2 separate regions of the Mus musculus genome follow, and region 1 is linked to region 2. The links are chromatin contacts, called in public Hi-C maps. All regions are on one chromosome and are shown on one strand. Each heading gives the region's core, a stretch centred on a gene start, on an enhancer-like site or on the middle of the called end of the contact. The rest is flanking DNA. Distances are from core to core; before and after follow the strand shown.

Region 1 (5,583 bases), core at 348-2,847, 180 kb before region 2:
TGCACTCATACATGACTTATATGTACAGAGCACCATGCACTCATACATGACTTATATGTACAGAGCACCATGCACTCATAGATGACTTATATGACTCATATGTACAGAGCACCATGAGCTCATATATGACTCATGCGCATGAGAAAAATACTCCAAGCACAATAAACTAAATGGTCTCATTTAAAAGAATCTGTACTCTTAGATTTTATATGTAATAGCACACATTCACAAATCTGGATGTCTATATACTAAATTGAAATTATATAGCTTTAGTGGTAAGATTTGGGTAATTGCTATGTCTTTCTCGTTATCTGTATTTTCTGATATAGAATTCTCTGTCCATGTCAAAATACGCCATGCTGATGCTTCCACACTGTATGGCACCATTGCCACGTTCCTTCTTCCTATGCTGCTGGCAAGCAGAGAGCATCTTGAGTCTCGGACAGGCAGGGGACAGGCAGGGGACAGGCAGGGAGTATCCTGACAGCAGCTGTACACAAGGAGCCCGCTCCAGGTCTCTGAGGTTTCCATCGATTTTTCTTAAATGTGAAATTCCCATGTGTTCTTACACTTCAGTCTAAGGAAAGGCACGAGCTTGTTTTGCAACCACTGGCTTTTGCTGCACTCTGCTGGAACATTCCCTGATGTTCTCCACGATCACTAAGTATGCCTAGATCCTGCTACAGCTGAGGAAAATGGTCTCATAGACAGTTACATATTTCCAGGGTCAGTTAACAGTAATAAAAGGGTTGGAGTTTACAAGCACACACCAAACATTTGTTCACGTGTTAAAGAATGGCTGTGCACATTGATTATGGTAAGGTAGAGGGGGCATCGTTAAACATTAGCAGTTCCTCTTTTGTACAATGCACTTAGCGATAGATTTATTTTTCTCAGCACTTCTAAGCAAGCTGAACAAATCTACCTTCAGTTACCACAACAGTGCAGTAAATCCCTGGACACACCTAACCTGACTCTTAGGAAGTGTCAAGGTCACCTGCTTCTTGTTGTGTTTTAATCTGAACTGCATTAAAGCAGGTCATTTTGCAGTTTACTGGGAAGTAGCCAAGTGACTAATACCTGCTTTATCCAGTGACCAGCACTCAGGTCTCAATCGCTCGCTCAATACACCCCCAAACACCCCAAAACACCTGCAGTCAATAACCAGTATGAAGCTTGCTTGGTGAAAAGTAATCTACGCGGCCCCAAATTCCACAAAACCGTGGAGAACCCTCCACACTACCTGTGCAACAGACCAGCCCCGGGCTGTGCTCCGGGCTGGACTCTCTCCACACAGAGGAAAACTTCACCTCAGCCGCCTTGGACGTTGCCAACACAGATTTGGCAAGTATCCCGGTGGAGAAAATACTTCTCGATTTTTAACTAATACCTGCTTAAATTTTGTTTTGGCCTCATGGCCTGGAAAGAAAAGTCTGGAATGACCCCGTCTTTTGACTTTATAATCTGCATAAATCTCTCAAAAAGAGGCTTCACCAGGAAACTTTCCGTGGAACATTTCATCTACAGAGAGAGAGAGAGAACTCTGTGGCTGTCCCAGCTGCACCTCAGAGCACAGTGAGGAGACTGCTCTGCCTTAGGACAAAGGTACAAAGCGCTGAGCGGCTTCAGCATAGATCCCAGGCGAGGCCTCACCCAAGCTGGCAAACACCAACTGCACGCTAGCACCCCCAAGTGTCAGGTGCCTGGCCAACAGCAAGGCCAAAAAACCCAGGGCCAAAGGAGCTCAGTGTTAGGGCCTTGCCGGTTTTGTTTTGTTTTGTTTTGTTTGTTTGTTTCCGTGAATGACTTTTACAAAGCAGCTCTGTGTCTAGGGGAAAGTCACTACCCTGCCAAAGAGGACAGCCCTACTTGCTAAGCGCTTAGGGATCGGTGGTCACAGGAAATCATCAGCGCCTGCGTGGGAAAGGCACCCTAGCTTACAGAGGAAGAGATGGGGCCTCAGAGCTTCAACAACCTGCCCACAGCCACAAAGATGGACAGTGCAGACACAGAAACCCAGGTTCATGGAACCCTGGAATCTGTCAACCACACCAAGCTGCACTGTGACCCTGGCTCTTATCCCATCTCATCTATGAGAGGTTGGAAGAGGTCATTATATATTCGAGGCATCTCTCTATTCCTCCTTTAAGTGAATTAACTAATTTCCAAGACCTCTTCATATTCAAAATATCTACTATTTTTAGTGTCTGTTTATGTCTTCCACCTGCCCTTACACTCATTTTCTTCGATGTAGCATTGGGAAATAAATTAACCAGTCTACACTAGTCAAAGGTAATCAGAGAAGTTTTGTGTGTCTGACACTCTGGTACTGAGCATAAAATCTGTAATTATCAGTAATATTCCTACTGAACTTGACTGTTACTGGATTAGACTAGTTATTGAGTAAAGGCAGGCTAAACAAAATGTCCACTACATCTAAGGGACATAACCTAGTTTGTAAGACTCCATTCCCTAAAGCTGTTTATTATTTACTTGACATAATTTTGCAAAAAAAATAAACATTTATAATCAAATAAGGGGAGGAACTTATATCATACTATCACCATTAAAACCTGGTTTAATGGCATCCTGTATTCATTATTTATCACAAACTCTAAGCATATTTACACAATAAGGTGACACGAATTTAACTAAAAAAAATTATTACATTTATAAAGAAACAACATGATGCTTTTGAACAACCTCCCATTTCCGTCAACTTATTTAATTATTAGTGACTTCAAAGGAAAAGAGACATTTCTAAAATCCATTTTTCTCAAAAATGTATTATTTTATCTCACTATTGATGTATAATTTAATTAAAGCTCCAAGCCCACATTTTTCTTTCTAAGTGGCAGGCATTTTCATTAACTAGCACATAGTTAACCCATTGTCACAGTCCCCTAAAACAGCCCACATGGTGGGGAATAATTAAGGTAGCTAGGGGAAAGGTCACTTAAGACTTCACCATGGTGTGAGCTCAAATTATAGGTTTGAGCAAGCCGGGAGGACCAATGCTCGGGAAAATGTGCAATCTTAATGGAATGCAGAACAAATGAACGTTTTAACGTGTGATGCTACTCGGTTGCATAATGGGATTTTGTTGAGTGCTACAGGAGGCAGAAAATAAAAGTAACCCTGCAGGGTATGCCTGTTAACTGCTTCAGGCTCGGGGCATTATTGGCTCACTAAATGGGCACATAATAACATGAAAGACTGGTTCTGCCCTCTGGTTGGTGCTTTTCTGTTGGTTGCTCTTTTTTAAAAGACTGGGCAAGACCAAGCCTTTTAGGAATTTGTTAGCTTGTTTCCCAAGTTTATTCTCTAGCCTGAGGAAGAGGAGCTCGTGACCAACGCCCTCTTGGCCTTCCGCCCTAATCTATCATTAAGTCAACCAGAAAGGTGGCTACAAGATGCGTTCAGACTGAGCCCTCTCCACACAGACCACCACCTTCTGTCCCTGCTGACCCAGGAGCCTGCAACTCAATCCCTGCCTCCTGCTGGTGAAGTAATAACCATCGGCCTTTGTTTTCATCCAATTAATTGAGTGAAAATGGCTTCCACTGTGAAAAGACCCTTCATGACCCAGCTCCAACTCTAAAACCTGGCACAAAAAAAAAAGAAAAAAGGAAAAAGGAAAAAGGAAAAAGGAAGGAAGGAAGGAAGGAAGGAAGGAAGGAAGGAAGGAAGGAAGAGAGGGAGGGAGGACGGGAAAGGAGGGGAAAGAGGAGGAACGGAGGGAGGGAAGGGGGGGGGGAGACTGGATCACCAGCAGCGTAAGCTTCAGCCCTGTGAGTCAAAGAGTCACAGTGTCAGACACTGGGGACACATTCAGTTTCCCAGGAGAACTTGCTCTTTAGCAGTCACTTCTTGTTCTCATTTTGAAGGGTGAAAACATACCCATTAGCCTTTAGGTAGGCAGAAGTCTTTCCTCAGTAGACACAGGCTATGTCCTGATGACATGCACAGCCAGAAGCATTCTTTAGTGCAGAGACATATTAACAGATAAGCATCCAAAGAAATTAGTATCGTGCTTCTCTCCAGACCAGCAGATTTCAGACAAATCATAGGACCTAGCAGTGAGTGTCTGTCCAGTGCCTCATGTAGGCTCGCCATCAGAGAGTTTAACCCTTACTACAGGAAAGTACCTACAATGAAAGAGTGAACACAGATCCACCATTGATCTCTCCTCATCATGTGTCAAAGGCCGCAAGGCACGTGTCTGAAAGCAAGGCTAGGGCGAGCAGAAAGAAACAGCACTAAGGAAGAGCCCACTTTGATTGGCACAGAGGCCTGCGAAGGGGCTCCCCCTAGCCAAACATGTACCAGTGTTCTTAATGCTATACTTAATACTTACTAATATAAGTAATCCTTAATACTTAAGTCTTTGACAGGCTCTGCTAACCATGCCTGACGTCTGCCTCAGAGCCTGGGTGGAACCTTGGAAATGCCAGGAAACCCAGGACATGTAGGTAATCAGAATAGGAGTTGGGATAGAAATTACCTGCTAATAGACCTTGAATTATATTGAAAGCATGTCTATATGGAGTAGAAGACTGACTGTCACCAACATAGAAATAGGAAATGCTAAGAGGAGGAGTTCCCTGACTTTAGCTACAACATTCTCAATGTGTTTGTCAGTAAGGGAATAATACCATAAGAGAAATAATGCTATAAATGTTATTTCTTTCACAGAACAGTCCTCAAAAAATCTCATTTAGCCTACCATGTGTGAAAATGGAATTGAACTGGTATACATTTGAAATAAGAAATAAAAAATTGTATTTTTACAAGTGACTTAGTATATTATTCACCCTAAAATAGTGTTATGGATTTGACTCCAAATCTACAAATCAGCTGTAAAATACGGTGCCTACTCTCTAGCTTCCAGAGTGCCACACTTCCTCTCCCAGACTAGATTCCAAACTATTGAGGAGAACAACCACTTCAAATATATTTCCTCCCCCTTCCTGACACCCTGCCCAAGGTCCTAAACAAATAGCTACTGCACCAACATAAATAAATGAAAAGTTCCCCTAAAAGAACCAGAGGAGTCAATATTCCTACTCCCCTAGTCACACAAAGGAACGTGGACACTGGGGCTTCAGTGTCAAAAACAAAAAGACAACTGGTGATCTGTCCGTCCCTCCCTGCAGTCCCACACGTGTGCTGGTGCCACGGCTTTCTACAGTTAGACTGCCTGTAAATTACAACCGCCTTGGCGATAAAGACTGTCTGCTTTGGCTTTGGCTGCTGCTGCAGCCTCAGTGACCTCATGTAGACACCCATAATTCAGCAGCCTGGCATGTAGCAGGTCAGGCACGAGGGTGACCACCCATAATGCCATCATGAATAGGATAAGGACATGGTAGTTGTGAACTTCCATCAACCTGGGCTGCATATCAAGGTACTGTTTAAAAAAACAAAAAAGAAACAAAAAACAAAGCACATTAAAGGCACAAATAACTATGATCCCTAGATAATCACAGCCCCATCCCCCAAGGTCTACACTGGTTAGTAGCAGATTCTGAGCCCTGAAATCTACAGTTTGTTTTACACTTTTATCAGTGCAGACTTTTAAAA
Region 2 (5,755 bases), core at 221-2,720:
TCCTTGAGCTTAAAATACTCTTAGGGTAGCATTTCCTGAACACCATCAGAGGTAGTGGGACTGGACTATCTGGATACCCACTTCAACTTCTCCACAATCATGTACAGAAATACTCACCCACTGTGCACGTGGATCTCTGTCCAGACTTAGCAGTGAGGCTCTAAACAACAGATAGCTACAGAATATATACCACATTCTCCCAAGGGTGAGTACCAGGGGATTCTAAAATCTGAGTCATCCTCAGATACATAATAAGTTTGAGGCCAGCCTGAACTACAGGAGACCTGTCTGAAAAGAAAGAAAAGAGGGAAGGGAGGGAGGGAGGGAAGGAAGAAAGGGGGGAGAGAAGAGAGGGAAGAAAGCGGGAGAGGGAGGAAGGGTGGGAGGGTGGAACTAACAGATGCCTCTGTGATTCCAACCACAAGGAAGGACAGCCACATCACTTCCAAACAATTAGCACAAAGTGTGGACCTAGGAAAATTAGCAAGTAACCAACTCACACAGGAGACACTGGGCTGTTTTTAGAACAGAGACATTAGATTTCATCAACACATTCCTGAAAGGAAAGCATTAAGCATCTTCTCACCACCGTGATCACAGCTGACATTCTCACAGCAACGGCCTTTTCAAAAGCAAGGTTTGCAAGAACAAAAACGAGTGTTTAAGTAACCCTGTATATTCTAAAGATCCTTAATTAAAGAAAAAAATTTCAATTCTAATGACTGCCCACACTCCAGAAGCTAAAGCAGGAGGACCACAAATTCAGGCAAACCTGGGTCATCTTGCAAGACAGAGGCTGATCCAGGCCACAGCAACGGGACTGGATAGGTGGCTCAGTTAACAGCATTCACTGCTCTTACCAAGGACCTGGGTTTCTGGCAGCCACAGACAATTCACAACTACCTGTAACTCTTGTCCCAAGGAAAACAATGCATTCTTCCAGCCTCCACTGCACCGTACAAAGGTGGTACACATACACTCATACAGGCACACACACATTAAAAAACAATAAGCCTTTTAAAAATGCAACAAAAGTTTCAGGCATTGACAGGCAGTGGTGGCGCACGCCTTTAGACCCAGCACTCAGGAGGGAGAAGCAGGCAGATCTATCTGTATGAGTTCCTGGCCAGCCTGTACTACAGAGCAAGTTCCAGGACAAATGGGGCTACACAGGGAAACTCCACCCCAAAAAACCAACCAAACAAAAGAGATTAAGAAAATAAATGTGTAGGAGGTATGTTTCTGCCTATAAATCCATATTCCATGAATAAGTGATGTATAAGTTTAGGCTCTAATCCATGCCAATGAAATCAAGAACCCTCCATGAGTCTATACATGAGGAAAACTAAATCATGACCACTCATTTCACTGCTAAATCCACTTTCTGCTTGAGAGCTCTCACTAAGGCTGCAGAACATAAACTAGTCAAAACTCTGGCACTCAAAAGCTCGGTGCTGCCATCTATGCATGCTTTAAAGGAAGTGCTTCTAACCTGTCTTCCTTACAGAGGCTGCGCATGCACTGGGGAGCTATGAGAGCTATGTGGGCATCAGGCTGAGCACACGGTCACCATGCTGAGAACGGATATGTCAGTTCACACAGCACTGGATAATCTACCACCTTGTAAACGGGTGGAGGGAGACAGCACCCATAAGAATAGAGAGCCTGCCTAGAGCATTTCCGGCCTTTTGCCCACCTTTCAAAGCCTATTACAGAGTCAGAGAGATTTGTGAAATACCCCAGCTTTCTACATGAGAACACAATACAAAGCCATCACAGCCTCGCGGTCAGCTGGTAACTGAACTAGATACTTCACTCTTCTTTAGCTTTCTGCTGGGTATACAGAACTATCTGAGGTGGCTTTAAATTTAATTTCCCTGAAGTGCGGCAATGCTGAGCATCTTTTCATGTCTCTAGGAGACCACATCTTCAAAAGAGGGCATCAAATATTTGTCTATGTGTCTTGTATAGTTTTTAATGTCAACATGACACAATCTGGAGTCGTCTCAGAGTAGGTAATCTCAACTGAGAAAATGCCTCCAACTGACTTAGCTATGGACAAACCTGTAGGGCATCTTCTTAATTAGTAATTAATGTGGGAAGTCTCTGCTGACTGTGGGTGGACAAGCCCTGGGCTGGCGGCCTGAGCAAGCCACTGAGCAGCATTCTTCAGAGGCTCTACAGCAGTTCCCACCTCTGTAAGGCCTGGGCTGCCCTCAGTGGACTGTGACTCGGGATCTGTAAGCCTACTAAGCCCTTTCCTCCCCAAGCTGCTTTTGGTCATGGTGGTTTTTCACAATACTAACTCTAAGGCACCACCCATCTTTAAGATTTGAGCTGATTGTTTTATTGTTATTGGGTTGTAAGAACTCATTACAGATGCTGGAGTGAGGGCCAGAGGTTAAGACTGTGCACTGCATTTGAAGAGAACTCGGTCAGACTGTTAGCTCCACACCTGGCACCTTACAGCCACCTGAAGCTCCAGCTCCAGCAGAGCCAACGCCCTCCTCTGGACGCCTCAGCATCCCACACGTGCACTCCCACATGGGACATACTTAAACAGCAGCACCTTCATTTGTTTATGTGTATGTGTGTGTGTGTGTGTGTGTGTATACACATATATACATACATAGAAAGAGAGGAGGAAGAGAGGGGGCAGAGAGATCTCTTTCCAAACATGATATCCTGGTTCATTAACTATGTATCAGTCATTCAGACAACACCACACAATGCTGCCACCTATAAATTTTAGTCAGTCTCAGAATCAAACAATACAGTAGTTAAATGTTTTTTCTTCAAAGCCAGCTTAGGGACACAAAGAAGTTTCCAGACCAGCATGGGCTACATGACAAGACCCTGCATCATTCATAGCAGTCAAAAGATGAGAACACTGTCTGCTAGCTAATGGATATTGGATAAATGCAGGGAGCATCCACATAAGTGAAAAACATCATGAAATAAAACAATAAAGTTCTGGAGTGCACTATAGTGCGTCGTTATTATTTATGGCAACTGTTGACAGATGTGAAGGGTACTAGTGGTTGCCTAGGACTAGACACCTTAGAGCAACTGTAGTTACTATTACTGAGGACAGTTTATTCAGGGGAGTGAAACATTCTAGAATTGACACAATGACACAGCAGTACTCCAAATCTATTAAAGCACAAACAACGGATATTTTAACAGGTACCAGTCACACCTGAAGTACTGTGACAGATTCCTGAGAAAACAGTTTAAAGGCAGAAGGGAACCAAGGGTTTCAGAACCTACAATGAGGCAGCTTCCTCCTCCTTCCCCTTTGACTCCAGCCTGGTTCCCAACACACTGATCGGTGCCACCTACATTCAGGGTAGGACTTCCTTCTTAACCTAATCATATCTGGAAAGAACGTCACAGACACCAGAGTGGATGTCAATCAGCTGCAAGTCTTACAAGGTATCAGTCAAGATTATCAGTGGGCTGCTGAGAGGGTTCAGGAAGTTGAAGCACTTACTGTAACCTGACAACCAAAGTTGTCCTCTTACCTCTACAGGAACATTATGGTACATGTACACACACACACATACACTCACACACTCACACACACTCACACACACATACACACACTCACACATACACACTTCATCTTTGTGTTAGATCAAGACACAAAATCTACACATCATGATATTATTTAGAACTAAGGAGTTAACCATCAGAAAAAAAGAGATGAAGTTAATGGTAGACATGGCTAAATATAGCTATAGCCCCAGCACTGATTAGGCTGAGGCCGGAAGGTCATGAGTTCAAGAAAAGCCTGGGCTACATAATAAGGCCATGTGGACAAAAGTGGGGAAAGGAAGAGAGAAAAGGGAAGTGAAGGAGAGATTATGACACTGTGTCTTGCTGACATCAGTCTATTAATATTATGTCTCTCCATCTAATATCTCATCTGCCTGAAGGTTTAGCCCTGCAGTAGGAAAAACCATATCAGGCAGTGTCCTTAAACTACCCATCACCATTGAAATCATACATGAATGTGTGTGTGACACATAGCAACTTTCAAGTAGGAAAAGAAGAGATTGAATAGATAAAATAAAGAATAAAATAAAATAATAAAAACCTGCTGGCAAGAGTAGAGGACTGACTTCCACACGTCTAACTTGCTTTAGTAGCTATGAAACACAACATGCCCAACTGTCCAATACTATATATATATATCTCCTTAGTCTGCCACGACATATCGGCCTTTAAAATCCAGACAAACAGCTATAGCCAGGTAATCTTGAAACCAGGGGAAACTACAAGAAATACATGTCAGGTATATTAGGGCACCTTAATTTTAGGATCTTCATTAACCAAGCAAACCACTACCCTGGCGCCTACCTGCCAGCTGCTCTCAGCGTCAAGCTTACACTTATTCCAAGACCATTAATAAGCACTGCCTTCCCGCAGATGACCTACTCTGCACACTACCAAGAAGACAATGTGGGTCTCAGGAGTTGAGGTGGGAAAAGCAAAGCAAAGAAACAGAAGTGAATGATGGAGCCAATTTCCTAAGTTTCAAAAGAATTTGTCACCATCATTCAGAAAGAAAAGAACCATTGACTGAGTCCCAAACTATATTATGTGTTGATCAATCAGGAACAGCCTAACACTGCTGAGAAAACCACAGAATAATGGAATTTGGAATAACTTTTCATGGACAGGCAAAACTTAAACATCATATCCTTTTGAACACTAGCGACAGTAGACATATTAATAATGTGAGGCCCTGTTCCTAATATACCTGGGCCACATAAAGCCACTGCCAAGGTCTGAAACAGTCACAACAAATCTCTCAGCCTTGCAGCATAAAATTCAGTTGATAATTTCTTTGTCTAACACCTAATAAAATTCATTCTTCCAAAATTGTGGAAAAGCTCAGCACAGTCCTCCCTTATTATAAAGTTTCCTGTTACAAGGTTGCAAGATTTACACATATGTTAGGCTTCATTGTGGAAAGGAGACCTCCTCATAACACCCTCTTTGTTAGAAGACTCTGTGCTTTGCCTCCGGCTAGATATATAATAAGAGTGAAACGAATTTGGACAGATTGCTGAGCAAAAAGAAAAAAAGTGCAGTTCTTTTTAGTCACCCCCGCCCCTGACTCCTTCTGCCCCGCGTGGCTTTTCTTCTTAACTGTTTTGTTCCTTTTTTCCTCTTATTTTTATGTATTCCCTTCAGTAAATGAAACATTATAGATTATTAAGACCAGTTTGTACTACTTTAGAAACTGTTGATTTCCATATACTTCTGCCTTCCAAAACGTTCAACAAATGTCATCTTTAGAACAATGAGCTACACTAGGACTTGATCAAGCAGCTGCAAACAGCCATAGCAAATCTTAATTTTCCACTCAGACTATGTTCACAGTCCCCTAACATCATGAACGTAACTTTCCAAATTAGATTTAGGAATACCTCTGTTATCGTTTCCACCTTAAACAACACTACCTTGGTTCAGCCAAAATCTGGAAGCACTGACTTAAAAAGGTGTGTGTGTGTGTGTGTGTGTGTGTGTGTGTGTGTGTGTGTGACAGAGTGTAGAGGTCAAAGTAAACTTCAAGTATCCATCCTTGCCTTCCATCTTGCTCAAGACAGGGTGAGACAGGGTCTCTCTTGATTGCCCACCACTATGGAGACCAGGCTAGACCGCTCAGCAGCTTCAAAGGCTCTCCCACCTCAGGAGCACCAAGATCCACACCACCATACCTGGCTTCACCAGGCTCCTGGGATGT

The links. A called contact is a pair of places that touch in the nucleus more often than the background predicts.
Region 1: a Hi-C map of Sertoli cells shows a contact between it and region 2, with 3 times the contacts expected there. The contact joins two enhancer-like sites. A contact is called at or near these places in 1 of 15 datasets of contacts at CTCF or cohesin (pro-B cells) and 10 of 484 Hi-C or Micro-C datasets (Sertoli cells, cochlea, cortical neurons and 5 more).

What each region holds. Positions count from the first base shown.
Region 1 is chr9:22,705,240-22,710,822 of GRCm38.p6, reverse strand. The region is part of intron 19 of Bbs9 (Bardet-Biedl syndrome 9 (human)); the gene reads right to left. Among named protein-coding and RNA genes, the nearest start is that of Gm39309, 97 kb to the left of the region's middle. Within about 2 kb of position 1,597, at least 60 of the 459 cell types and tissues checked have an H3K27ac peak or open chromatin away from gene starts, as enhancers often do. A contact at or near this core is called in Sertoli cells, where this site is marked.
Region 2 is chr9:22,528,981-22,534,735 of GRCm38.p6, reverse strand. All of the region lies in intron 5 of Bbs9 (Bardet-Biedl syndrome 9 (human)), which reads right to left. Among named protein-coding and RNA genes, the nearest start is that of Bbs9, 56 kb to the right of the region's middle. Within about 2 kb of position 1,470, at least 73 of the 459 cell types and tissues checked have an H3K27ac peak or open chromatin away from gene starts, as enhancers often do. A contact at or near this core is called in Sertoli cells, where this site is marked.